Regions from separate parts of the Sus scrofa genome. Here region 1 is linked to region 2. The links are chromatin contacts, called in public promoter capture Hi-C maps. All regions are on one chromosome and are shown on one strand. The core of a region is the stretch at or near the end of the contact, and the rest is flanking DNA. Distances in the headings are between cores, read along the strand shown. Region 1 holds the start of DCUN1D4 (DCN1-like protein 4). Region 2 holds the start of NFXL1 (NF-X1-type zinc finger protein NFXL1).

Evidence for each region. Promoter capture Hi-C pulls out the DNA fragments that hold promoters and counts their contacts.
Region 1: a contact with region 2 is called in a promoter capture Hi-C map of liver, with 4 times the contacts expected there. The contact joins the promoter of DCUN1D4 here to the promoter of NFXL1 in region 2. A contact is called at or near these places in 1 of 5 promoter capture datasets (liver) and 1 of 47 Hi-C or Micro-C datasets (heart right ventricle).

The regions. Positions count from the first base shown.
Region 1 is chr8:38,978,879-38,983,978 of Sscrofa11.1, reverse strand. DCUN1D4 (DCN1-like protein 4) reads right to left here and starts at 1,294. Exons shown (of 11, transcript XM_005666642.3): 1 at 1,120-1,294. The coding sequence starts at 1,144. LOC102159502 (a long non-coding RNA gene) reads left to right here and starts at 1,370. Exons shown (of 4, transcript XR_304839.3): 1 at 1,370-1,882.
Region 2 is chr8:37,872,023-37,877,179 of Sscrofa11.1, reverse strand. NFXL1 (NF-X1-type zinc finger protein NFXL1) reads left to right here and starts at 1,598. Exons shown (of 23, transcript XM_021100578.1): 1 at 1,598-1,664; 2 at 2,058-2,303. The coding sequence starts at 2,060.

The sequences.
Region 1 (5,100 bases), core at 45-2,544, 1.1 Mb before region 2:
CAGGCAGAGCCCGCGCCAGCGCTGACCTCGCTTCCCGCCGCTCCGGGGGAACCGCGGCCAGCGCACCTCCCCCGCCCCCTCCGCCCCGCCCCCTCCTCTCCTCGCATCCCGAAGCTTAGGGCTCCCCCTCAAGGTACCCTGCCCATAATCTGGGGGAGGATACACCTCCCCCAGTCACGGAGTCTCACATCTTCCCCTTCAGCCCCGCGCGGACCGAATCTGGACAAGATAGTCTTCTCCCTGCCCCGGCCCCTCCCAAGTAGCTCTTCACCCCCACTGCACCTCCGCTACCCCTGCCCCCATCCGGTCACCCCAAACCCTCCCCACCTCCTTCCTCTCTTACTCTCAATTACCCTATCTTCCCAACACCTGCTCCATCCTATTATCCCAACGTTTGCCCCCCTCTCACCACTCCCAATTACCCCTCCACGCTTCCTATGGCCCTCCCGCCCGCTGGACTCCCCAACTATCCCATCACACCCCAATCCCTCCCACCATCTCGCTTTCCCATTACATCAGCTCTCATTTGCTAGCCCGCCCTCTTGCCCCGCTCGGCCGCTGCCCCCAATCCCCCACCCCATTGTTTCCCCCCCCACCCCTGCCATCCAGCCCTTCTTCCCATTGTCCCCGCCCCGCGCTCCCCTAGCACTCACCCGCCTTTCTCACAGCCGCCCGCACCGCTCAGCTCCTAGGAAATCCTCACCCCTGCGCCCCGCTCTCTCGCTCGCTCCCTCCCCCTCTGCCCCCGCCGGTACCAACCCCCAGCCCTGCTCGCTAGCGCCCGCCGCCGCCTCCACCTCCATTCACCCCGGACACTCTGGTCCCGGCCCTTCATCGCACGTCCCGCCCCCCCTTCCCCCAACACTGTAATGGAGCCAGTCCCCACCCCCTCACCTCCGCCCTCCCCCGGCAGGCCGGCCCCTTCCCCCCACGCCTGCCCCCGCCCCGCGCCGCCCGCAGCGTCACCGCCCGCCCCGGCCCCGGGAGGGGAAGGGGTGGCTCCCGGGCAGGGGCTCCCGGCTGGTTTCGGGACAGGAGGCACGGGGCGGGGACTGCGGGAGACTAGCGGAGAGTGTTAGCAGCCGCCCGGCCCCGGCCGGCTCGCTCTCTGTTACTCACTGACAGCGGCGGCATCCGAGTGCATTTTCGGGCAGCTCACACCCCGCTCGCCGCCCCGGCTCCCGCGCTCGCCTCGCGGTCCCCCCACCGGCTCGCCGCACCTCGGCTAGGAGCTGAGGACCCGCCGCCAGGCACTCCCGGCCCGCCCACCTCGCCTCCTCCATAGGCTGAACATCAGCTGAGGGACCGCCCCTCCTCCGCTCTCATTTGACAAAAGGAGTGCGGAGAGCGCCGGTCTAGAGCTGGCAAAGAGGCCCCGCCCCCTGAGCTCCAATGCGATTGGTCCCGGCGCCTCGTCCCCGTAACGCCCCTGGTGGAGGCCATGCTCTGGAATAGCAGGTTGGACCCGGCCGCTGTCACTCAGCCCCGGGGGTCCGAAAGCGCGTGTAAAGGCGAGGCTGGGGAATTGGCCCACCTTGACCCTGAAGCCCCGCCCTGTGGCGGGTGGGATTGGTGGAGCCCAGACCAACCGAGAAAGATGGGTCCGCGTCTGAAACAAAGCACGCGAAGTGTTTTCCGAAGAACCGAGAAGGGGAAAAGCAGTTGGGGCAGCTTGTGTCCCGCTGCAAGGAGTAGGAGAGTCAGCTCTTCCCTTGCGCCCCACGCTACTCGTCGGGATCTCCTGTTTGTCGCGCACGCCTCGGAACGGCTTTCTGCAGGAGCTGAGTCCTCGCTGAACTTCGACTGAGACTTCTCTTGCTGTTTCCTACAGCTAGAACCTGGATAAAGAATCGACGCATCTTCATTTACAGCAAACCCTCTGGTGAGGAACAAATTCTTTCTTGTACAACAATCCATCCTCTCCCCTTTTTCGAAATGCACTTCTTTTCCAGAGTCAACACACTTCTTTCTTCATCACAGATGGGCTATTCTAAAGGCTTCGAATGCTTCATTGTCGGTGATACACTTACGCGCGCCCCAGAACTCAGGCAGGAAACCAAGGGCCACGCTTTGGGCTCAGTCTGGCAAGCGGCTGGTTCAGGGGCCAAGTCACTAGCCCTCAAAGGACAAATAAGCGTTAGCTAAGTGAGCCTAAGTCATTGACGCTAAGAAGCGGTCCGGAAAAGCAAAACTGGCTGTTATTTGGTGGAGGACGACGTTAATTTAGAAGACTTCTGACCATTGAATTTATTAAGTCAGGAATTCGCATCATTTTCATGAGTGCCGACCATTTTTTTTTAAGACTTTCAAACCCACTCGTCATACTCACCGTATTATTGTAGCAGAAAAATATTTTGAGATATTAATGGAGGACCTTTCCCTCCAACCCCAACCACAACACATACACCACTTCTCTGTGTGCCATCCCGCGGCCAGGGCATCCTACTCCTCCCGCCTCGGAGAATAGATGACACCACAAATAACTGATAACAAAACAGTCGTTTTGATTTTAGACTTATACAGCCAAGGCTTTTGAGTTCCAGGGTTCTGAAATTTCGGTTTCAGATCATAGCCTTAAATGTTGTGGGCAAAACAAGATATTTGAAAGAACAAGAACCAGTTTTTCCACCACACATCACTCCCTTTATAATGTGCTGCATCCCTTTTAATTCCTAATGTCTCATTAATACGTTATATCCCTATCATTTTATACCTGTCACATTTCTATTATTCATACACTTATGAATCACTTCATCAGTCATAGAATCTCATAATTGAACCCGAATTTATCCACTTCTGGTTCAATTCAGGCAAGACAAAAATCTCATCTCATCACTGGTGACATTCACCCTGACAGAGCATCAGCTGGGCCCTACAGGGATGGGTAGGTATCTCTGGACTCTGAAATAGGTAGTTCCTTTTTGGGCAGGTCTAATTCTAAGAATGTCTGTCCTTGGAGCAGAGAAGTTACTCCTGCTTTCTTTATCCCATTTATGTGTTCAACCTATTCTGTGTCTAGGAAAAATTATTTGTAATTCATACAAGTTCATAATATTTTGTGTATATAATATTTGTATGGCTTTTTTACTGCTTATGCTACTTCAAGGCTGAGACACATGTTATTTTGCGCAAAAATGGACTTGCTTCTTGACACTTCCGCATTTTTTTTTTTTGTCTTTTGTCTTTTCTAGGGCCACACCTACTGCATATGGAGGTTCCCAGGCTAAGGGTCTAATCGGAACTACAGATGCCAGCCTACGCCAGAGCCACAGCAACACCAGATCCGAGCCTTGTCTGTGACCCACACCACAGCTCACTGATCCTTAACCCACTGATCGAGGCCAGAGATCAAACCCACAACATTATGGTTCCTAGTCGGATTCATTTCCACTGCACCACGATGGGAACTCCAACATTTCTACATTAAAAAAGGCCACACTTAATTTGCTTTAGGTAGTTATATGCTATCTTAATTTATTTGCAGAAAACTGTATAATAATGTATATAAAGATTAATCTACATGATGGACCTGCCAGGTGCTTTGCGTCAGTTCCCAACACTCTACTGGCACATGGTGTCCATAAATATTTATAGAATATACAACCTTAGTTATTTTCCAGCATCACTTTCAGCTGGGTCAGTATGATTATTTTCAAGTAGAAAACAGATCTAGAGAGTAATTTACACAAATCTTTCTAGTGAGTTGGCTATAGCCTGACAATTGAGAGGCAAAGCTCGTGGTCCACTAAGCCTCCCTCCCCCCCATGTTTTATGAATAATGAAACAGGTATAAATAAATGGCTGCATAATATTCTGCAGATATTACCCTATCATTTTAATAATCCACAAGATTATAAACCTTTGAGCATAGGAAACTTGTATTTATCTTTATGTTCCTAGTACCTCGTGCAGTGCTTTCAAATAGTTATAACTCATGCCTACTTAAAGTGAACTGAATATCGACTGTAAGGTGTAATTTTAGATCTGGAAGGAATCTTGGTGATTATCAGATCCAACTTCTTCATTTTAAGAATATGAGACTTGAGGTCCAAAAGGGTTAAACGCATAGTCCCAATCACTCAGCAAGCTAATAACAAAGCATTAATTAAACTCGTTTCCCAGCTCCCAGACCAGGTCTTTACCTAGCACCACATTATCCCATAGCAAAGCTTCAATTCCAAAGATGGGTAGGCAACTCTCTCTTTCCATCTGAGCGTTATTATGTCAATCCACTTCACATTCTATGCTTCAGAGCTAAAATATTGCTTCCTTTTGGATGACGTTCAGTACAGAATCTTTTTTAATATGTAATACATTTCCATTTTATCTCATTGGTGGCTTTCCCAAATAACTCAATCCCTGTGGAGATGTTTACTGAGATAATAATATTACACTTCTATGCATTTATACTCAACTCCTTGGAGAAACAAGTTAATAATGGTCTTGGGACTGTAGTGAGTAGAGGTATTTGGGAAGATAGTCTTTATGCCATTTGGCTTCACCCAGTTACTCTTCTAAGGTAGTATTAAAGCAAGTTACTTTGTGTTGACTGATACCTAATTTAATTGGAATTTCTTATACCATATTAATTTTAATCATATATTTTTAAGTACCTGAAGCCTAGATTTAAAAAAAATTTTTTTTTCTTTTTCGGTCACGCCCATGGGACATGGATGTTCCCAGGCCAGGGGTCAGCTCCAAGCCACAGCTGCAGCAATGCCAACTCCTTACCCACTGTGCTACAGTGGGAACTCCTAGATTAAAATCTGATATGGAAAAAATTTGCCGTGGAAAGGACTAGTAAGAAAGAACAGCCGTGCTCTTTAATAAAATTTTAAAACTTTCTCACATATTCCATGATCGCTTGCTTTTCCTGCATGTGTTAGGGTTGGGGTTACAGAATGGAGACTAGCCTAGTCCTCGAGACTGAAAGAAAGATGGATCTGCTCAGACAAATAGATACATGTGCCCCTGTGAGATTTGAAGAGAATGGGAAAACATTTCAGGGAGGAATTAATTACAGTGGCAGAATGTAGAATTCCGCTAGTTACGTGATGTCCAACTAAATGGGTTTCCATGATATGAGAAAGTAACCATATC
Region 2 (5,157 bases), core at 349-2,848:
TGCTAAACTTTATTATGATATTAAAATAAATGTTTGCTCTTTCAGAGAGCACATAACATTCTTTTTGATTCCACAGTAATTACTATGATTATCAATTTTCATTGTATAATATGGCAGGGGAAAATTCTGATCATGTGAGCCTTTGGCCCAATTAGGTCTTCTAAAAGTAACTGGAATTTCTAGGTAAAAATTAAATATTTTTTCATAGTAATCATATAGCATGGGTTAGAAACCGCGAGGGAAAGAGGAGGGAGAAACTGGAGCGCTGAGAGCTCAAGCGGGCTTACCAACCAACAGAGTGGCTGAGAGCTCTGAGCAAAGAGAGCTCAGGCTCCCCCAGCTTAGGCAACAGCTTGTTATACAGGTAAAGGGGTAATTTCTATTTTTAGCACATTCTATTTTTAGCAAAGTTTCGGGATGGGGTAAGAAACAGTGAAGATACAAGTTATATTGTAACAGTTTCTCCGGCTATTCTTGTCTTGCAGCCTTGTGTTTCTTTTTGTACAGTTATCACCTAACGGCATGGTGTGTTCAAAAGTGTAAGTCAAGAGTCATACGACTTAGTTGCATGCCAGGATGCTGAATAAGAAAATTTTGTCTTTATTTTGTAATTAAAAAAAAATGGGATTGATAACAATAACTAGTTATATAAAGGGCAAGTTACTTAACCTCTCTGTGCCTCACTATTCTTAATGTAAGATGGGACTAATAAGATGACTCCGAGTACCGCACTATCCATAGACATATATATGTAAAACACTTTAAAATAGCACCTGGCACTTAATACTTGCTATATAAATATTAGTTATTTATTATTAAAGTACAGGAATTAGTTAAATTGAAGGGTTGTAAAGAATCCTATAGTCCCAAACAGCAATCAGTATATTTCTCAAAGACAGGCCTCCGAATTTTTGAAATTGCTCTTTTTCTATATCTTATTGGAAACAGTGAAGTCAGAAGAATTAGGATCACACCTGGCTCTCAACTACTTTCCTTAATTAAGTATACTTTACAGAGCTGTCCTGAAAATAAAGTCAGCTTGCTTCCAGAGAAGCATACTGTAAACTATTAAGGACTATGATAATAATACCATTAGCTTTATCCTCTCCATTGCTTTAGCACCTCAGAAAGGCGCTTTCTCCACTCCAAACACTTTCTCTCTCTCAGCTTTTCCTCCATCTTCCCCGACCCCAAAGTGTTTTCATAGTAAACGCCTTTCCCGTCAGTGAGAAAAATTCCCTGCCAGCAGAAAGCCAGAAAACAAGGCTAAAGATGGCGGACAGTCAATTATCGGCCCCTGGGACATGTTCCCGATACCCTGCTGGGTTTAGGGCAGTTGCGGGAAAGCAGCAGAATCTTCAAGCATCCCAAAAGCCTCAGGGCCCGCCCACTTCCCCACCTTGCGCTCTCTCTGTGGCGCCCACCTCTCCCGAGCCCCGGAGCACACCGGGAATTGTAGTTTCTGACGATCCGATTCAGTCCTCGCGGGTTCTCAGAGGACTTTTCTGCCACCCCACCCCCACCCCAACCCCGCCCCCAGCCTCCACTCTGCCTCAACACACAGACACAGTCCCGGATGAGGAAGCGGCCTGTGATGCCACGCGTTCTGAGAGCCCTGGGCTGGGGCTTCTGGGAGTTGTAGTCGCTGGAGGCGGGCGCCGTCGGTAAGGAGACGTAGCGTTTCAACGGGTTTGCTACCACAGTTGGTTCCTGGAGGGACCCGCGGGGTCTGTCCGCAGTTTTGCTGTCACCCCGCTACCCCTGAGGCTGAGGAGGCGCTTTCCCCCTCTACGGCTCTCCTTCTCCGGCGCTGGATGCTCCTTGCCTCGCAGTCCATTTCTCTGCCTAGTTCTCTCTCTCTTCGATCCATCTCCAGAGCCCGGGCTTAGCGGGGACTCGCCCTCTGGGAGAGACAGGGCCGCGACCCGGTCCCTGCCCTGCGGAGACCCTCCTCATTCTGCCCGGTACAGCGGCTCCCCCCGCTCTCTCCTTTCCCCGTCTAAACACCACCGCGCTCACGCTCCTTCCACTCTTTCCCCCCCTCCCCACTCCTGCAGGGATGGAAGCTTCCTGGCGCCAGGTGGCCGGTGGCCGAGGCCGAGCCCGTGGACGGGCCACTGCGGCCCCCTCCTCGGGAAATGGAGTCCATCTCCGCGGCGCCGGAGGAGGGCGAGAGAAGGGGTCGGTGGGCGCTACTGGTCCTGGCCCCAGCCCGGGAGGAGCCGCGACCGCTTCGGCTGCAGGTAGCTCAGCCCGACGCAGCCCCTGGGGATCTGAAGCGCCGCAGACTTCCGTAGCCAGTGGTGAGAATGGAACTTGTCGGGGGGCTCACTTGGATGCCTGCTAAGACATTTGATAGTCAGAACTGCCTCTGCCCCATTCATTTCTTTTCTTCTTCCGGAGTTTATTGTTAGCCTCATTTCTCAAACCTTTCAGGAAGCTGCTCATTCTAGGCTGATTCCCATCAGACTTTTTTCATCATTTTAAGTGATAGGAATATTTGTTATTTCCCCATCCAGTATTCTTTTCACTCTTTTTGCCTGCTAAGTGTCTAGACCAAAAGTTGCAAATTGTGCCCCCCCCCACCCCCCGAGGGGAGGAATCTGATTTAGCCTTTAGTTTGGTTTGGTTTGGTTTGGTTTGGTTGACACAGTGAATTAAATCTGAATTGGTTGCCAGTAGTATTTTTGTTTTTTCTTTTCTTTTTAAAAATCTCATAACAGTCTGGTTATCATCTACTTTTCTTGGAAAATGAAACTTTGTGGCTGTCGCGTGGGAACAGCCAGCTAGGCTACATCGAAGAAATCCCATTTAGAATGGGTTTAGGCTTTCCACTTCTCATTGGGTCTCCTACTTCTGGGGCCACGTGTCATTTGCCATCTTGATTTGATTGCCTTAGTTTAGTAACTTTAATTGTCTTTGTCCTGTAAGCACTTGAGTTTGTGGTACTTTCGACTGTGGTTCCTCGTCACAAATTTTGTGTCCTTTTCTGGGTATGTCTGGTGTGGCCTCCTCCTGCTTGTCAGTATCCTTCATCCAAAGCAGTGTTTTGGTGGAGCCTGAGAGCACACACTTAACTCTCAATTGTCCACACTAATGGAAGAGTGTAGGAGGCTAAGGGAAATAAGCCCTGAAATCATTGTATTGCTGTGCTCGGAATATATTTTTGGGAGGAGAGGAGCAGATTAAACTTCTGAATGTTTTCTTTTTTGTTTGTTTTGTTTTGTCTTTTTAGGGCCACACCCGCGGCATATGGAAGTTCCCAGGGTAGGGATCTAATCAGAGCTATACCTGCCGGCCTACGCCAGAGCCACAGCAACGCCAGATCCGAGCCTTGTCTGCGACCTATACCACAGCTCACAGCAACGCTGGATCCTTAACCCACTGACCGAGGCCAGGGATTGAACCTGCAACCCGAAAACCTAGTCGGATTCGTTTCCGCTGCGCCATGATAGGAACTCCCCTGGGTGTGTTCTAAGATAAAGTTAGGTGGTATTCCCTTTGTTAGTGAATTTTGGGGAGTGGTGGTGGTGAGGTGGGGGGGCAGTGTGAACAGTTTTGGTAGACTTTCTTGGATTTTCTGGTGAGTAGGAAAGCAGGCCTTCTTGAGCTGGATAATTGAGATTTGAGTGAAAGAAATAATATATGGGGAGGTTGCTTTGTCAACTTTCTTTGAGATGATCTTATGTGGGTCTATTAATCAGGTTGTGGATTTTTTTTTTTTATTATTATGTCTAATTCAGCCTTTTAAAAATGTATTCTTAAGAGCTCTTTCTCATAATGATATTTATCATATTGTACATGAAATTTTGAGTCATATATCCTACAGCAATTACTTTTCTTCTAGTACTCAGTCCTGTGTAGGCCCTGTACATTTTCCTCCAATTTTACTTGGAGTACTGAGTAGTCTCAGCAACAAGAAAAGGATAAACATTTCATGAGGGAACTAACAGATAAAACGTCATTAAGTACAAATATGCCACCTAAAATAAGAAAGTTTATATTAGTAGAGGTTCATCAGTTTTAGGCATAAAGTGGCATTATTATGGGCTCTAATGAATTAAGATCAATGTAGGATGTTTGTGGCTCCTTTCTTGTACTATGGTTGCTGTCCAGAAGAGTTTATTAACACTTAATGCTTGAAGAAAATTCTCAAGCATTAGTCCTTGGTCTTGAGGACTGTGAAGCCTCATTGAGAATGTGCTATGAAGTAATCTAATTCTTTTTGCATTATTATTTAACCATGTAACAAAATAAGTATAAGAAGTACAGGTGGAGTTCCCATCGTGGCACAGTGGTTAACGAATCCAACTTGGAACCATGAGGTTGCAGGTTCCATCCCTGGCCTTGCTCAGTGGTTTAAGGACCCGGCGTTGCCGAGAGCTGTGGTGTAGGTTGAAGACGCGGCTCGGATCCTGCGTTGCTGTGGCTCTGGTGTGGGCTGGTGGCTACAGCTCCAATTAGACCCCTAGCCTGGGAACCACCATATGCCACAGGAAGTAGCCCTAGAAAAGCCAAAAAAAAAAAAAAAAAAAAAAAAAGTAAAGTCATGGCCAGAGAGAATAGTAGAAGAACTGCTCCCAAATTTATTTAACATTTCTTTTGGGGATGAAATTGTTGTAAGAAGTACATCTTCCATGTTAGTAACATTTTAAATTATTGTTAAATAATTATGTTTTGTGACCACATTTTTTTCCCTTCTTTTTTAGGGCCACACCTGTGGCATATGGAGGTTCACAGGCTAGGGGTCGAATCAGAGCTGCAGCTGCCAGCCTGTTCCCCAGGCACAGCAACTCCAGATCCGAACTGAGTCTGCGACCTACACCACAGCTCATGGCAACACAGGATCCTTTAACCCAGTGAGTGAGGCCAGGGATCGAACCCTCATCCTCATGAATACTAGTCAGGTTCTTAACCCACTGAGCCGTGACAGGAACTCCTGTGACCACATTTTAGTAAAGACAAAACGTCCTTGAGCTTTCTAAGAAGCAGATTTTAAGCATAGTGGTTGTATGATGAATATTGCTTATGGAAAGTCTTTGGTGGGCCATTGCCATCCTGGGTTGTCGTATGGAAGAGGATGGTTTGAAAAAGTACCCACCTCTGCTGATTCTGATGTGCTCCCAGTGGGTATGTGTCCCATCTCTTAAAATTCAC